Regions from separate parts of the Anser cygnoides genome. Here region 2 is linked to region 1. Evidence: chromatin contacts called from public Hi-C data. All regions are on one chromosome and are shown on one strand. Each heading gives the region's core, a stretch centred on a gene start, on an enhancer-like site or on the middle of the called end of the contact. The rest is flanking DNA. Distances are from core to core; before and after follow the strand shown.

Region 1 (7,476 bases), core at 3,019-5,518:
TCCCTAAAGATTCTTTAAAATGTTAAGGATGCTGAAACAATTAAGAGGCAGAACTCGAGTTGCAGCAGTAAAGCTCGCATTCCTTCCTCTTTCCTTCTGGCTAGTGTGGCAGCTTTCTTGCTGGCACCAGAAACCACATCTACAATGGCTCATCCACCTGGTCCTCGGTGACCAGCTACAAGATCACCATTCCGCTGCCTGCACGAGGGGATTCTTTATAGCAACAGGGAGTGGTAGGGCTGACCTTGGTTTGCATCTCAAAGCTAACGTGATTTATTACTGCTATAGGACAGATTTCTTCACATAAGTTTTGTTACTGCACAAAGACTCCAGCCAGGACACTCCTAGTCCACCTGAATGAGAACACCATCGTAAGTCCCGCTGTTTGCCCCTAGATTTCTGCCTACACTATGAAAAAAGCTGCATCTTACAAGTTCTTTTCAAAAAGCAGTCACTTTAGCATTATATAAAGCTACCCGTACACTATGCCTCTTCTGCAGCACTGATGGCCTCAACCACGGGCGTGCATCACACAAGGACAAGTCGGCTCCATGGTTCCTGCAGTCACCTTCCTCTTGAAGTACTTCAGCATTTCAGCTACTTGTGATCACGTTCAGAAGCTTGAACACAAGTTCACAAGCTACGTGAGAACTCAAGACCGTGACAACAGAGAAACATTTCTATCTCAGACCACTTGGGGTACAGCAAGCAGGACCTCAAAGACAGTATTAACTGAACATGAGTCACTTGGTGTTGCCCTGTTACCTAATGAAGTGAGGCAATCCATTTCAATAGACTCCTGCAACTAAGGAGCACTTCACTTAAAGATGTATCGCACTTCTCACTGAAGTGCTACCGAGCGTCAACGTATACTCTTTACAGCCTACCTGGGTGCTTCAGAAGGCACTAAGCCAGCGCTGAAGCTGGTTGGAACAATGCTTTTCCATGCTCCTCCAGGACAACTCTAAGACAAAGTTACGTGTAACAGTCACAAGGACTGAAGGAAGCCACGGCTGCTGCTGCCCAGCGGAGCCGTTCATTCCGAGGAGCTTCGTTTGGTGTTGTCTCTTTCCAGGGACCAAAGCCTCACTCAAAGGCTTGTCAGACACGCCACAGTTAGAGAAAACACACACTGCTTCAGGCCTTGACAGAAATCCTAAAAAGAGATCTTATTTATCCTATCAGCACGCACAGAACAGATTAAGTTTAGCTCTTAAACCCGACAACCACACCAGGGCAGCCTGCCTCCCTCGCAGCTCCCTTCTCCTGCCCGCTGCATCCCAGACCCTGAAGCTGCAGCGTTGCAGACGCCTGGGTCGAGGATCGCTGCACGGCGCTGCAGGCAAGGTTGCCAACAGGGCGCAGCGCCCCTCCACGGAGCACCTTCCTGCCGCGGAAGCAGCCCTGCTGCCTGGAAGCGGCCCGTTTATTCGAGTCATGTTGCAGCTGCGCCACGTGACGGAGCTCGGTTGCCTGTCCTGCCTCCCGCGGCAGCGTGGCTGTGACTTGCAGCTCTGACAGCAGGTCTGATGAAAGCCCGTGGACAGGCGCTGGCTGCAGAGAGGCGAGCGACAGAAGATGCTGCAGACTCCAGAATATAATGGTCACTTCCAGCCCTCGGATAAGGAGCCTGCCGTGCCCGATGCGATGCTGGATGACATGCAGTTTCTCTGAAAGGAGCCACAGGCCATCTACTTTATGGAAATTAGGAGCAGAAGGAAATGATATCCTCCCTTGTGAGCAAGTTTACTCACGCACACGGAAAACTTATGCTAAATATCTAATTAGAGGCCGTGACTAATATGGAGCCAACAGCAAAGCAGAAGCTGCATCCAGCTGCGAGCAGATCTCACTGCTGAGGCTGCTAAGCCCCCTAGTCAAACGAAGTTTGGTCTGGTTACAAACTAACTCCTTGTTCAGACTAGAAAGATAAATACAGCCCAAACCAGCTCACTGCCTACAAACGCTGCTCTAGAACTGGACTGTTTGCCTCTCGTGGCATTTCCACCTCAGCGGTCATCCAGGAGTTGTATCGAGCCTCCAACGTAATGGGCTCAAGCTTTCCCTCTGGTTACATGTGCCGGATCGTAGCGGGGACCCATGCCAGACACAAGACTACGCTAGAGACTCACATTAAACTCACTGCTGTCAGGAGACTGGTAACAGCCCCTTGCTAGGCAGAATGCAACCTTAAGCTACATCCTGGCACGTAATCCAGCTTTTAAAGCTATCTACAGGACTAGCATCTTGCTGTGTCATTCCTCTCATTTCAGTTTTATGGAATCCCAGTGCTTGACAGCTACTTCCACCCAAAGCATTAACTGGCCTGCAGAGAGCAGTTATTCTTTTCCAGCACTAATTTCCCTGCGCACGCTCTGAACTAAAGACAAGACAACACCTGACAAGAGGTTAGCTCTGCACGCCACGGACTGCATTGTGCTGACAACTAAAGCTCACGCTATTTTTCTTAAGCCAATAATAAAAACCTAAGCAAGTTTCCCTCACTCTGCTTTTCTTAAAGAGGCACTAGATTTCCTAATTAAAAGCCTCAGAAATGTGCCTTACTGCTTCCAGACTTGAAGCAGTAAATGATCCTGTGTCTTATGCATAATGACTTCCTTATTTCAGTCAGTTTTGCAAGCCTATTTGAATGACACTTACTCAGATAAATTTCTGGGTGTGATCCTAATGAGCAGTCAAAACCTTGCAAGATTCAACCTCTAGCAAAGCAAGCTGGACGCAGTTGCCAGCTTTACTTCCAGTGCTTTTACCACCTGGGACAATCTAGATGGACGAAAATGCTGTGTGACCACTGCAGCTATCCTGTGGTACTCCACGTTACCTGCAGCAGTTTCACCTAACTCCTTGAAGGAGCTGTGCTTCAAGGCACAGATGAGCAGTACTTCAACACGTGCAGTCGCCATCTGGGATGACATAAGGGGAGAAACCTGCAGAGTAATCCCAATTACTCAAATTCAGTTGCAAGAACGCACCAAGCAGTATCAGTTCAGGGCCCCCACATTGAGGTTGTTCAGTGGCTCATGAGTTCCACTTGCAGAAATCCAGGAGCAGAGGAAGCTGCAGCCACTGGCGTGTGAGAGGAAAGGCTTCTGGAGCCCTCAGGTGAGTCCAGCAACTTTTCCTTAACCAGGCCGAGGAAGGGTCACCTTTTAACTAAGGCAGACCCACTTCACGTGGGTATCGTGAAGACCATTAAGACTAAGATTCAGCTGCACAAGAGCTTTGTTAGGTTTTGACACTGTCCCTGTAACAAGAACCATGTGTAACTGCAGAAGAATGAGTCTTTTTCCCTATCCAGTTTTTCAATCAACTGTGGCACTTAAATAAATACATTCATAAGAACACTCAGAAACATTAAGATGCCACCTCATAGAAGAGGCTGAAGGTCTGTTTGGGCCTGAAGTTGCGGACAATTCTAGGTGCGCTAGACTCAGGCCAGTCCCGGTCCCTGCAGAGCACCAAGGCCCCCTGCCTGCCCCCGTCAGCCCCCCCTTCTGAACTCGCCCCCTCGGTCGTTCTGTGGCGTGGATCCGCCGGGCAGGGCGCTGAAGAAGCCGAACAAGCCATTTAAGCACGCCACTCTTGCTCTCGTTCGACAGCGGGAGAGCTCCGTGTGGGAGGATTCCCACACCCTTCCCTCATCTGCTCCAGGCGGCTATCAGACAAGTAGGCCCGGGCTCGGCAGGCTGCTGCCGGGCTCAGCGCACACCTCCAGAGCGAGGAGGCAATGGGCGCGGGCCTCGGCGGCCACGAGAGGCAAAACCGGGAGCGCAGCTGCGAGGGGGGGAACCCCGAAACTGCGGCCGGGCAGGAGGGAGGGAGGGAGGGAGGGGACGGCGGGTGGCGGCCCCGTGCTGGGCCGGGGGGGAGCCCCGGGAAGGCCGCACGATGAGGCCGGGCCGGGCAGGGCCCCCTCAGTGCTGCCGCCCCCCGGCCCAGCACCGCGCCCGGCCGCACCCCCGGGCCGCATCGCCCCCCTCAGCCCGGTCCCTGCCGCTCACCGCGATGACGTTGACGAAGGTGGTCTTGCCCGAGTACTGCAGCCCCACCAGGGTCAGCTCCATCTCCTCCTTCCAGAAGAGCGAGCGGAACCAGTCCAGCAGCCGGGACAGCAGCGCCAGCATGGCTGCGGCCGGGCCCTCGCTGACGGGACGGGGACGGGGACGGCGGCGGGCAGCGCTCCGGCGGCTCTCGGGCACCCGCGCTGCCGGCTCGCCCCCGCGCCGCCCTCATGTGACGCCGCGGCCCGGCCGCCGCCGCCACCACCCCCCGGCCGCCCGCCGCAGCGCCCCCTGCCGGCCGCCGCCCGCACGGCGCCCCGGGAGGACCGGCAGGGAGAGGGGCGGCGCCGCCATCTTGGGCGGGAGCGCGGCGGGGGGGGGGGGCGGGCCGCGCCGCCATCTTGGGGCGCCCCCGGGTGGGCGCTGGGGAAGGCGGGCAGGGGATGGGGAGTGAGGGGCGGTGGTGCCGCGGTGTGAGCGGGACCCGCCGGTGTCAAACGAGTGAAACACAAAGGAAGGCGTGCTCGCGGGGAATCCAGACACAGGCTCAGCTTCACAACTGGCCGTTCTTGCACGCCTGCTCGCTGTCCAGTTTCTGCCCTGCATTTTGTGTAGAGCTTTTCAGGGAACTTGCCCTGGGCACTGCATCTCCACCAGTCACGGACCTGAAGCTGGTTATTTTCCTCCCCAGCCAAGATAACCCTGGTTCCGTACAGAAGAGCCAATAGCAGGTGGAGGGAGATCAGAAATCCCTAACTCTGTTAAAGAACAGCAGAAAAAGAACACGAACCAGTGCACACACCTAAGCAAAGGTGGCAGGAGCAGTGCAAAGTTACACACTGGACACCTTCACCTACATAGCAAACACCACTCCTCTAAACAACCTGTCTGTTTTAGAGCCAGCTCCACAGAGTTCAACTGTGGCACCTGCTGAGGGAGGCCAAGGCAGGAGGGATGTGAGCTGAGCATGTGGAGGCAGAGATGAAAAACGGACGTAGGAGGGTCCCTGAGGTGCCCAAGGGAGGAGAACCATGTCCCTTCACCTGAAGTGCACTCTTTTTTCCTCAGGATTTCTTACGATGAAGAAAAATTGTTATCACTCGAATTCCCTCCATTAAGAGTTATTAGTGGATTGTATAATCATAGAATATCCTGAGTTGGAAGGGACCCACAAGAGTCATCAGGTCCAGCTCCTGGCTCCACACAGGACCACCCAAAAATCAGGCCGTGTGTCTGAGAGCGCTCTCCAACCGCTTCTTGAACTCCAGCAGGCTTGGTGCCATGGCCACGTCCCTGGGGAGCCCGTTCCAGTGCCCAACCACCCTCTCAAATGAATATGTAACAGGATCTGTTTGTCGCAGGATCACAGAGTCCCAGACCAGATAAGGCTGGAGACACCTGCGGGTGCCTCCGGTGCTCTAGGCTGTGCCCACTGCCCCTGGTCCTGGCACCAGGCACTGCCGAGCGCAGCCAGGCTCCGTCTTCCCCACACCTTCCTTCAGGTGCTTACAGACATGGGGGAGCCTCCCCGGAGCCTCCTCTCGTGCAGGCTGAGCAGCCCCAACTCTCCCAGCCCCTCCTCGCAGCAGAGGTGCTGCAGCCCCTCCACCACCTTGGCGACCCTACCAGTATGCCCAGGTCTCTCTTGTACTGGGGGGCCCAGAACCAGACAGTGGCTCCCCTGCCTTGCCCTGTCAGCCCCCACACAGCTGGGGGGCCACCCCCTGCCCCAGCCCCACCACTGCTAGTACATCGCGCATCTGAGGACCTGGCAGCCCACAGTATTCTCTGTTTTTTGGCTAAAGCACAGAAGACTATCTTCCAAAGTCCCTTTCTGCCTGTGGTTTGCACAGGTATATGTTGAAGATTTTGCAGGAGCTGGAAGCTGTAGCACTCAGACTGAACGAGCCAGCTAAGGGCTGATCTGAGAGGCCGGTTGCTCCTGTGTGCCCGTCATTATTTCAAAGATAAAAGCTTCCTGAAGTGAGCATAGTAGCTCACTGGAAACAGATGTGGAACAGGCAATAGCACATTGTATACAGCAGTCATGTTTTCGATTAAATGATAAATGAATATTTTACTCCCGGGAGCCAATCCAATTTGCTAATTCACCAACTGGAACAAAATAGTGCGAGAGGTACCCAGCGCTTTTATAGCTGACAACAACAACACGATGCCCCCTCCCACTGTACTGCAAAGATATCAGAGAGACCTTCTGCATGGGCTGCAAATCCTTAGTAGAGGAAGTCTCTTCCCATTTGTGGCGTGTTTTCAGGCAACAGACTGTGATTTACTATCAGATACTTCCAGAGCCAGCAAATGGGGATGCTGCATCTGTTTTCTCGAGCCTAGGGAAGTTGCAGAGTATTTCAGGCATTTGCAGGTTCTGATGTGTCTGCGTTTGAACATTATGAATATTTCTCCCATTAAAATCCTGCTATAGTGTGCAGCATAACAAAAGCTATGTGTGTCTAAACGCAAAGGAATGATAAAATTCATTACACCGAGTTAATAGTACATTCTTGGCATTCACCTCAAATTATGGGGCTCTCCAAAATCCCTTTTGCTATGATCGGCAAGGCAGCACTGAGCACTAATCTGGGTACATAATTCTACTGACTGTTCCACACAGGGTTTCTCAGGTCTTTAGACTTTGACTCTGCTTCGCATTTCCACTGTCAGGCTGTCTGCATAAAGCACCCTGGGAATCTTTGCGCTCATTATTGCGGCAGTGCAGAGCACTTACAGCAATGCAATTACTGATGCCATGGCTTGCAGGATATTTCTGGCATTTGAGGAGGACCAGTCTGCAGATGGCCATATTAGAGGAAAAGAGCACATGAAAACAGAAGCCAGATTATCACTTTCTGTGTCTAGACATTTCCTGGAAATTCTCTGGAGGTTGCAAGGCACAAGAGGAGAGCCACTGGATTCACCCAGTGACACAACACATCATCCCAAATATATTTAGGATGGGTACACTTTGGTTGGCACTCATTTAAATTACACATTACCTAAATTGCCAAATTTCTGTCATAACATGAAATGGTAAATTGCTGTATCCTCAGGTGAAACATTGAAGTTCATAATGTTTGGATAATGCAAGAAAAAAAAATGCTGTGTAACTCCTACTAAGGACAAAGGCTTCAGATTTTTCCATGCATGTTCAGGAAAATATTGACATAATGAAAGGTAACACAGAGTATTACATCTCCGGTCAGCACTGCTCAGTGATGTACATGTGCCTGTGTGTATACAGATGTACTCCATTTCACCTGGTATCATTAGGGTCCCAAGGCATTACAGTGATCTCGTTGGGATCCTGCAGCCCATTGCTCCATCCCACTGTGGGACACCTGCTCATTCTCCTTCAGCATCACTGCTAGAAGGAAATTTTCTAAATAACACTACATTATTTTCCCAAGCCAACAGTTAAGAAAGGGAGGGAGGAAAT
Region 2 (7,476 bases), core at 2,911-5,410, 240 kb after region 1:
CTTCCCTCCCGGATACCTCAGCAGGCATCCGGGGCTGCAGAGAAAACCCTAAATGCCCGTGACGAGCAGCCCGCGAGGAGGAGCCACCGCCAGCACGTGACCAGCACGTGGGGAGAACCACTGGTGGCCAGCAGACCTACTTTGCGCCCTCCTGATCTAAAAAACCCTTTGGCTGGGCTCCTTCGCAGGTGAAGGCTCCGTTTCTCAGGCTGACTTGTACACGCTGAGCTCCCCGCAGTAATTTTCTAGAAGGCAAGCACAAGTCGTCCGTCTGCAGGAAAGGCTCAGGCCATTGTACCACCTTATCGCATGAGGAGCATTAGCAAGAGGATCTACTTAACCCTTACAGATGGAAGAGTGGCCAAGGACTGATGAGTTACTTTAATCATAAGATAAATCAGTTTTCAATTAATCCTTCAGACCAAGCATCATTAGCAAACAGTCAGGCATCTGCCTTTGTGCCCACATGTCCCAGGGAGGGATTCAGATAGGACACATCTTGACATCATAGAGTTACGATTAAAGCTTTTCTTCAGAACTTCTTGGCAGATTTCTGAATTTCTGAAGAAGTGAAGAGGGTTTGCCATGGTGCAAAACAAATGTTTGTAAAACTTTCATACTCAACTGCTACTAAGCAATTCCCAGAAATTAAAAAAAAAAAGCCACAATCTTTTGGCAGTAGCCATTTTTTTTTTGGCTTACTGTGATGAGATAGATTTCTTACATGTATGTGCACCGAGATTACTGTCTTATGACATCTTGCACATGGTGGGGACGAGGAGAGAATGAACTGTTTATGTACACATCGTTACATCTGGATTCAGTATCCAGGCCTCCTTCCCTATAACTAAAGTGTCAGATTACTCCAAAAGCAGAAATGTTATCTAACATTCTAATCCCGATTCTTTTTTTCATCTGGCACTCAGTTTTCTCAGAGCTGTTTACCGTCCTTTGATAATCTGCTCAGCAGAGCGATCGGGGAGGTAGGAGCACTAAGCTGGCCGCAGCGCTCCTCACATTAGCATTCTGGCAGATGAGGATGGAGTTACATCACTGCAAGCTGTAAATCAGCAGAATAACACATGCTTCCACGCACATTTCTAATGCGTTTGTCTCCCTAGAGGGTTAACTTCCCCAGATCTGTAGTTCTTACTCTCAATAAAACACTGGTAGGAAGGGGAAAAAAGAGTTCTGATGCAAGTTTTGATAGGCTTAACCAAAACCACAACTATGAAAATGAAACTTTTCTGAGTTCAGAATCCAGAGCTGAATTTTGCATCCTCACTCTACTTCGGAATTATGGTTCCTGTAGTTTATCTTAAGTTCCCCCCCCCCCCCCCCCAAAAAAAAAGAACACGGTCCTACAGAACCCAACCGCGCTGAAGACCTGGAAAAGTAGTTTCTCAACAGGTACAGAGTACGCAAGAACTGCAGACACTTCGCGTGGCTGCCTCTGCCAGCCCAGCGCGGAGCTGCAGCCCCCTGGAAGCCAGCTCTGTCTCCATCCCCAGCTACAGCGCTTCCGTGCCAAGACGGAGAGCCAGGCAACAACGGCGGTGGTGCTTTTGTGGCGTCTGCTGGGAACAGAAGTCAGAAAGGAATATCGGGCCGGATCAAAGCTCGAGCTGCTTGGCACCCTGCCTCCCGCAGCAGCCACTGGGAGATGCCCGACGAAGAACACAGGAATCATTCTGAGTAACCGTGGACGTGGACAGGATCTGCCTTGCAGCTCGCAGATGTCTGCTGGCTTTTCAAGCCTTCTGCTTTACAGGTCAGTCAGCACTGGGTGCTCAGGCTGCAGTGCAGGGGGCTACATGGCTACTGCTCGAAGGTTTTTAACTCCTCTTCGGTGCTACTACACAACAGCAAGCAGAAAAACGGCTCCAGGCTCCTGAAGCAGTAGCTAACAGCGAAGGTGCCACCTCAGCAGCAGAAGAAACGAATTTGGAGCATTCCATAAGGAAGCTTTTTATGAAACCAGATTAATACCACAGCCACATCGTGACAGAAATGTTACATTTACATAACTTTCTACCAGCACGCCGTCTTCCAGCTCTAAGCCCCTCTGGTCCCTGTAAGCTGCTTTGGTGAAGCTGCCTTCCCTCACACTCACCCACGGGCGAGCGAGCAGCCAGTCTACCAGCTACTACCGAGCCACTACCCTCATCCCACCTCCCACGGGATTCCGAGATTCCTCCCGTCTTCCAGCACAATCCTACAACTACAACTCTCATGTTTATGGCGTGACGCCGCCGCAGGCTCCCGGCATGCTCCGTAACTTGTCGCGTCGCACGGCCCCGAGGAGCAGGCCCCGCGCTGACACCAACAAAGCCGCCCGGGGGGGCCGCACCGGCTCACCACTGCTCCGTCCCGGGGACAGCACGAGGCAAGGGCCCCACAGACCTGCGTCCTGCTCGGAGCCTGCTGAAAAAAGTTTGGCTTCGTTATCGCCCATCTCAGCCAGGCACCAGCAGGCACCAGCACTGGAAGGAGCTCCTGCTTCCAGAACAGGCCTCAGGACCCCACCGGCTGGTATCGAGGCAGAAACCAGACCGTTACTGCTCCTCTCACACGCACGTACGACGCGGGAAACGCCACAATCTTACTTGCACGTTTCACCCAAAGTCTGCCGCTCTGGCGGGCGACTGGCCGTCTCCCCACACTGCCATGTCCTGACATCGATCCAGCACTACCTCTACAGCAAGGCTGAGCCCAAGACCTGGTGTCACACACCGTCTGCAAGGCTCGCTCTAGACTGCGATGGCACTTGCGGGGAGCCAGGACCTCAGGTTCCCTTTCGTCACTTGCACTTAATTCTTCAGGGTTCTGGTGTAACCCACACACCGATTTGTCGGGGTGATGCAAGAGGATGGACAGCGCCATGAGGCCCCATTAACCTCTCATTTCTAACAGGAACCACAACTGTCGCTGACACCCCGCTGCATCCCGCCTGTCAGTCCCTCAGGGCTCTGAGGGCTCCGACAAGTGCCGCCGAGCAGGGCACCGCCAAGCCCTCTCCCTCTTCACCGCTCTCCACCAGGGCCTTCCCCACGCTCCAGCCCTGCTGCTCGTGACCAGCAATTCTTTGAAAAATACGCTATTTCCCACAGCTAGGCTCCACCCCACGGTTGCAGAGGCGAACCGAAGTCACTCTTGCTGTTTGTTTACTTCCTAATTTATGAACCTCTGCAGGAGGAAGCCGGATTGCTCCCTACTTGCAGCCTTCACGACCTCTGCAAAGCAAGCAGGTGGAGGGCAGCGGAACTCGTCTAAGCAAACGCTGTCACTGGGGGTGAAACGAGCTATTTTAGCAGGAAAAAATCATTACTGGCGAACAGAAGACGTCCTGGGGAACACGTTAAAAGTAACGAATTCAGCGAGGAGTTTACCGACAGCACCCCATAACAGCACTGCTTTGAACCCCCTGGGGCTGCTGTCAGACCCCACGCTGGCTCCTTTGCCGTCCGCACGCACCGGCCGCTGGCTGCACGGCTGCCGCCTCGCACGTGTGCAGCCCAACACGGCTCGGTGCCACCTGCCGTGCCGGGCCGTGGGGCTCCTTGTGGCCCCGCGGCTACCGGGGGGGTGCCTGCGTGCAGCCCCCAGCCCCGTGCCGCCACCACCCCCACGGCCCAGCAGCGGGAGCCGGGGGTGCCCGCTGCCCGAGGGGGCGGGCTGACGGAGGGGGCTTCCAAAGGAAGCCCAGAACGGGGCAACCCAGCGCCCGGCAGCGGAGCGGCCGGAGGGAGCGGGGGGGATGGATGGCGGCTTCGCCCCGCGCCCCCCTGCAAGGGGGTGCCGTGCAGGGGGCCTCCCACACGGCCGGGCCGCGGAGATCCCCGGGCGGAGCTGGGGTCCCGGGGCGGCTCCGGGGGTGCGGGTGGAGCAGGGGCCGCCCGCCGGGGGACCCCCGAGCCCCGAGCGGCCGCGCTCCCCCCCCCCGCCGCCCCCCGCTCAGCCCCGGGAGCCCCCCCCAGGGCCGCCCCTCCGGCTCTCGCCGAGCCCCCCCCGGCCCTACCTGGCTCCGGCTGGGGCGGGCTAGCGGCGGCGCGGCAGCCCCATGCCGGCGGCGCTGCCCGGTGCCGTTGGGACGGAGGCTGCGCCCCGCTGCCGCCGCTCAGCGGCCCGTCCGCATGGTTACTGCGCGCCGGGGCGCGCCGCCCGGCGCTATATAGCGGCCCGGGGGGCTGCTGGGAAGCGTAGTCCCGGCCTCCGGCCGACGCCGGCAGCGGGCGGAGAGCGGGGAGCCCGCGGGACTACAGCGCCCGGCGTGCCCCGCGGGCGGGGGGCGGGCGGCGGGGCCGCTGCGCCTCTGAGGGCTGGGCCGGGAGCGAGGGCGGCCCGCGGTCCTGCCCGGGCCCGCCGGGGTGGCTGCGGGCGCCGCCTGCTCGCCGTTCACCGCCCCCCCGGCCCTGCTGCGGGCCGTCCCTCCTCGGGAACCGGGCAGGGCAGCGGTGCCCAGCGCTGTCCGTAACCCAGTCCCGTCGTTTGTCTTCTGCTTCTTTGGCAGCCTCTCTGGAACACGGAGTATCAGAGCAACAATTTCTCTCATGGACTACCTTTGCTGGGTCGGCTCTCCACTGGCCGCGGAGGTTGTGCCAGTGAAGGCCCTCCAGCCAAAACCACTGATCGAGTAGTGCAAAGAACTTGCTGGATTTGAAGGAAAGACAATTATGGATAGGTCTCCCATTTCTGTAATATTTTAATAACAGTCAAATCAGTGTCTTAATTCTGAAGCACAGCACACTCAGTACCAGGAAAGAGAATAATTAAACTCCGTGTGGAAGAGATTTCCTGCCTGTGAAGAAATGACTTAGCAGCACAGACGTAGTCGATAAATGACACCAAAGGAAGTCCTCAGGAGCCCTCAGGGTCACAAGCTGGAACTTGGGTGCTGTTCAGAAGCAACCTGTCGTTTTAATTGTTTCGTCTAGTCTCCTAAAACAACACAGGAACATAAACCTTCCTGATGAAAGTACAGAAAAGATGCAAAAAAGAATTCTAGGGAAGCAAGCAATGGGAACGAGCAGGCAGGATACACCAGCAGCCTGTCCCAGCGGGCTGGAAACGAGCTGGTTTTCCTGAGCTCCGTAACGGCACAGCCGGCACCTCATGGCTCTGATGCGGGCAGGTTATTATCAAGTTTGTGAGCGCTTGTTTTTTTTGATTTTCTAAGTGCATCACGGGGCAAAAGGGACTGCTGATAGCTGCTGGGAACGCACGCCTGCGAAGGTGCCCAGCGCTGTGATGCCAGCACACGCTACAATGTCATACAGCCCACGCTGTTGGGTAGTGTTGCTTACTAGTTGCAGTACTAGTGTAAGAGAAAACAAGACAGGAGTCCCCTTCGCTCTGCCCGTACTTCTTTTAGCTGCCATGTCCTAATCTGTGCAGTTACGTGCAGGGATCTGGTGTCCCACAGAGTGAAAGTTTCTTCCAGCGTGGCGGGGACCCAGCGGGTCCGTTCTGCGCAGACCTGAGCAGAAACCTCCCCACAGCGTAAAGAGTTACGTGGCGGAGCGCCAAACTCTCCAAGAACTGCGGTGACCCCAGGAAGAAGCAAGGAGAAGCCGGGCGCCCCCCGCCCCGAGGCGGCCCCTGGCAGCCCCCAGGCGGAGGGGGAGAACACCGGGAGCCAGGCGCGGCCCCTTTAAGGCGCCGCCGCCACGTGACCGCGGCAGCACGTGACGCCGCCCAACATGGCTGCGCCCTGCGGCTATGGGGCGCTGCCCCTCTTCCTGGCCCTGACCCTGCTGCTGGCGGCAGGGACGGACCCGGATCCGGATTCGAATCCGGATTCGGATCCGGCTCCGGCTCCCAGCGGGGCCTGCGGCTGCGGGGCCGGCCGCGGCGGCGGGCGGGAGGCGGCGGCGCGGCGCTACGTGGCGGCAGCAGCGGGCGGCGGCAGCGGCAGGAGCGGGCCGGTGAGCGGCGGGGGGAGCGGGGAGTGCGGGGGGGCAGCCGGAGGGCCGGCCGCAGCTCGCCTGCACCGCGCTCACGGCGGCACCCGGCTGCGGTCAGCTGGAAGCGAGGGGAATCGGGCCCGGCCTCGGCAGCAGCCGGGTGCGGCGGTGCCGCCGCCTCCTGGGAACCGCAAGGCCGGTGGTAGCGGGGCTGCCCCGCAGCGCTGCGGGCCCCGCTGCCGGAGCGGGCCTCTGAGCACACGGAGCTGCGCGCACAAGCCAGGTGCTGCTGCTGGGATGCAGGTGCTCGTCAGGAAGCCTCGGGGCGTTCCCAGCTGAATCCGCCCGGCAGGCTGTCAGGGTTCCTGCCTGGCAATGTCAGGATGTTTCAGGGTTTGGAAATGAACGCCAGGCTGCACAGCGAGAGTTAATTTTTCGTATGGTTTCAGACAGCGCTTCCCGAGTGAGTTTTCAGTCTTGCTTTGAGGACCGCTTCCAGGAGTTGTTTTAGCTACGGCGGATTGGAAAGAGGTTCTTCTTTTTGAGGTTCTTTTTTAGCCTTCTTTTTTTTTTGCCAGAACTGAGATGACACTTGTGGAGTAGCGTTAGGACCATGCTACACTGGGAACTTTCCTCGTGGAGTAGTTCTGTTATGAGACCTGCATTTCTGACGTACCAAACGTCAGGATCTCGCACCAAGTGCTGCTGTCCCTCAGAACGAGCAGTACTCGCTTTGCTTTCTGTCACTGCCTCACCTCCTCGAATCCCTTGTAAGAGCAGTGTGTGGCACAGACGGGCATGCGCCCTGTCAGCGTGTGCTGGGGCATCATGCACGCTGGGTTATTCCCCTAAGGGACGCCTCTGTCAGTGCTGACAGGATTTCCTGGTGCTCGCCCACGCACAGGCCTCTGATCCGCTGCCAGCAGAGGGAGGTGGCTGAGTTCAGTGTGAGTTTGGGACTGAGGGTACTTTGGGAATACTGAGAACGAAGCAGAGGGAGTTTTCTTCCCTACTGCATTCGTTGGCTGGTGAGGAGTCGGGTGGCTTCTCGGTGAAGTAGCTCTTGGGTGGCGTTAGCCCTTGAAACGTCGCCTGCCAGCTGGGAAGGTTTTAAGGAGCCTGAGCTGTCGTTTGTGCTTCCAGCACAGGCTCCTGAGCAGGGATCGTGGCAGCTCCTGTTTTTTTGGGAGAACAGCTGTTGGGTGAGGAATGGTTTGCTCAGCCTGCGCTCTTCAGCGGGGTCTCAGGAAGCGCACAGTGAGGTATGGCAAGGCCTTCAGGGCCTTTGTCTTCCTAGGAAGAACCCTCTAAGGCAGAGGGGAAACGTGTTTTGGTTCCCTGGAAGTTGGCTGAAGCCTTAAAGGGAATACATCTTACTGAAACAGTTAAAGTTTAAGGTCGTTTTAAGTTTAAGAAAGTTTTTGCTCTCGATTTAAGTTCTGCTTTGTGTTATTTTCTGGGCGGGTGGGGATCGTGATGTCAATGTCGTTACCTTGCTGTGCTGTTTTCATCCGTCGGTTAAGCGCTGCTGCAAGCCAAGAGCACCTTCAAAGATGAGGGAACGGGGCAGTAA

The links. A called contact is a pair of places that touch in the nucleus more often than the background predicts.
Region 2: a contact with region 1 is called in a Hi-C map of liver, with 2.1 times the contacts expected there. The contact joins the promoter of ITPR1 here to the promoter of ARL8B in region 1. A contact is called at or near these places in 2 of 7 Hi-C or Micro-C datasets (both in liver).

What each region holds. Positions count from the first base shown.
Region 1 is chr10:3,933,016-3,940,491 of Taihu_goose_T2T_genome, forward strand. ARL8B (ADP ribosylation factor like GTPase 8B) reads right to left here and starts at 4,269. Exons shown (of 7, transcript XM_048070792.2): 1 at 4,023-4,269. The coding sequence starts at 4,145.
Region 2 is chr10:4,172,423-4,179,898 of Taihu_goose_T2T_genome, forward strand. ITPR1 (inositol 1,4,5-trisphosphate receptor type 1) reads right to left here and starts at 4,161. Exons shown (of 60, transcript XM_067003328.1): 1 at 4,019-4,161. It overlaps SUMF1 (sulfatase modifying factor 1), which reads left to right and starts at 5,109. Exons shown (of 9, transcript XM_067003014.1): 1 at 5,109-5,131.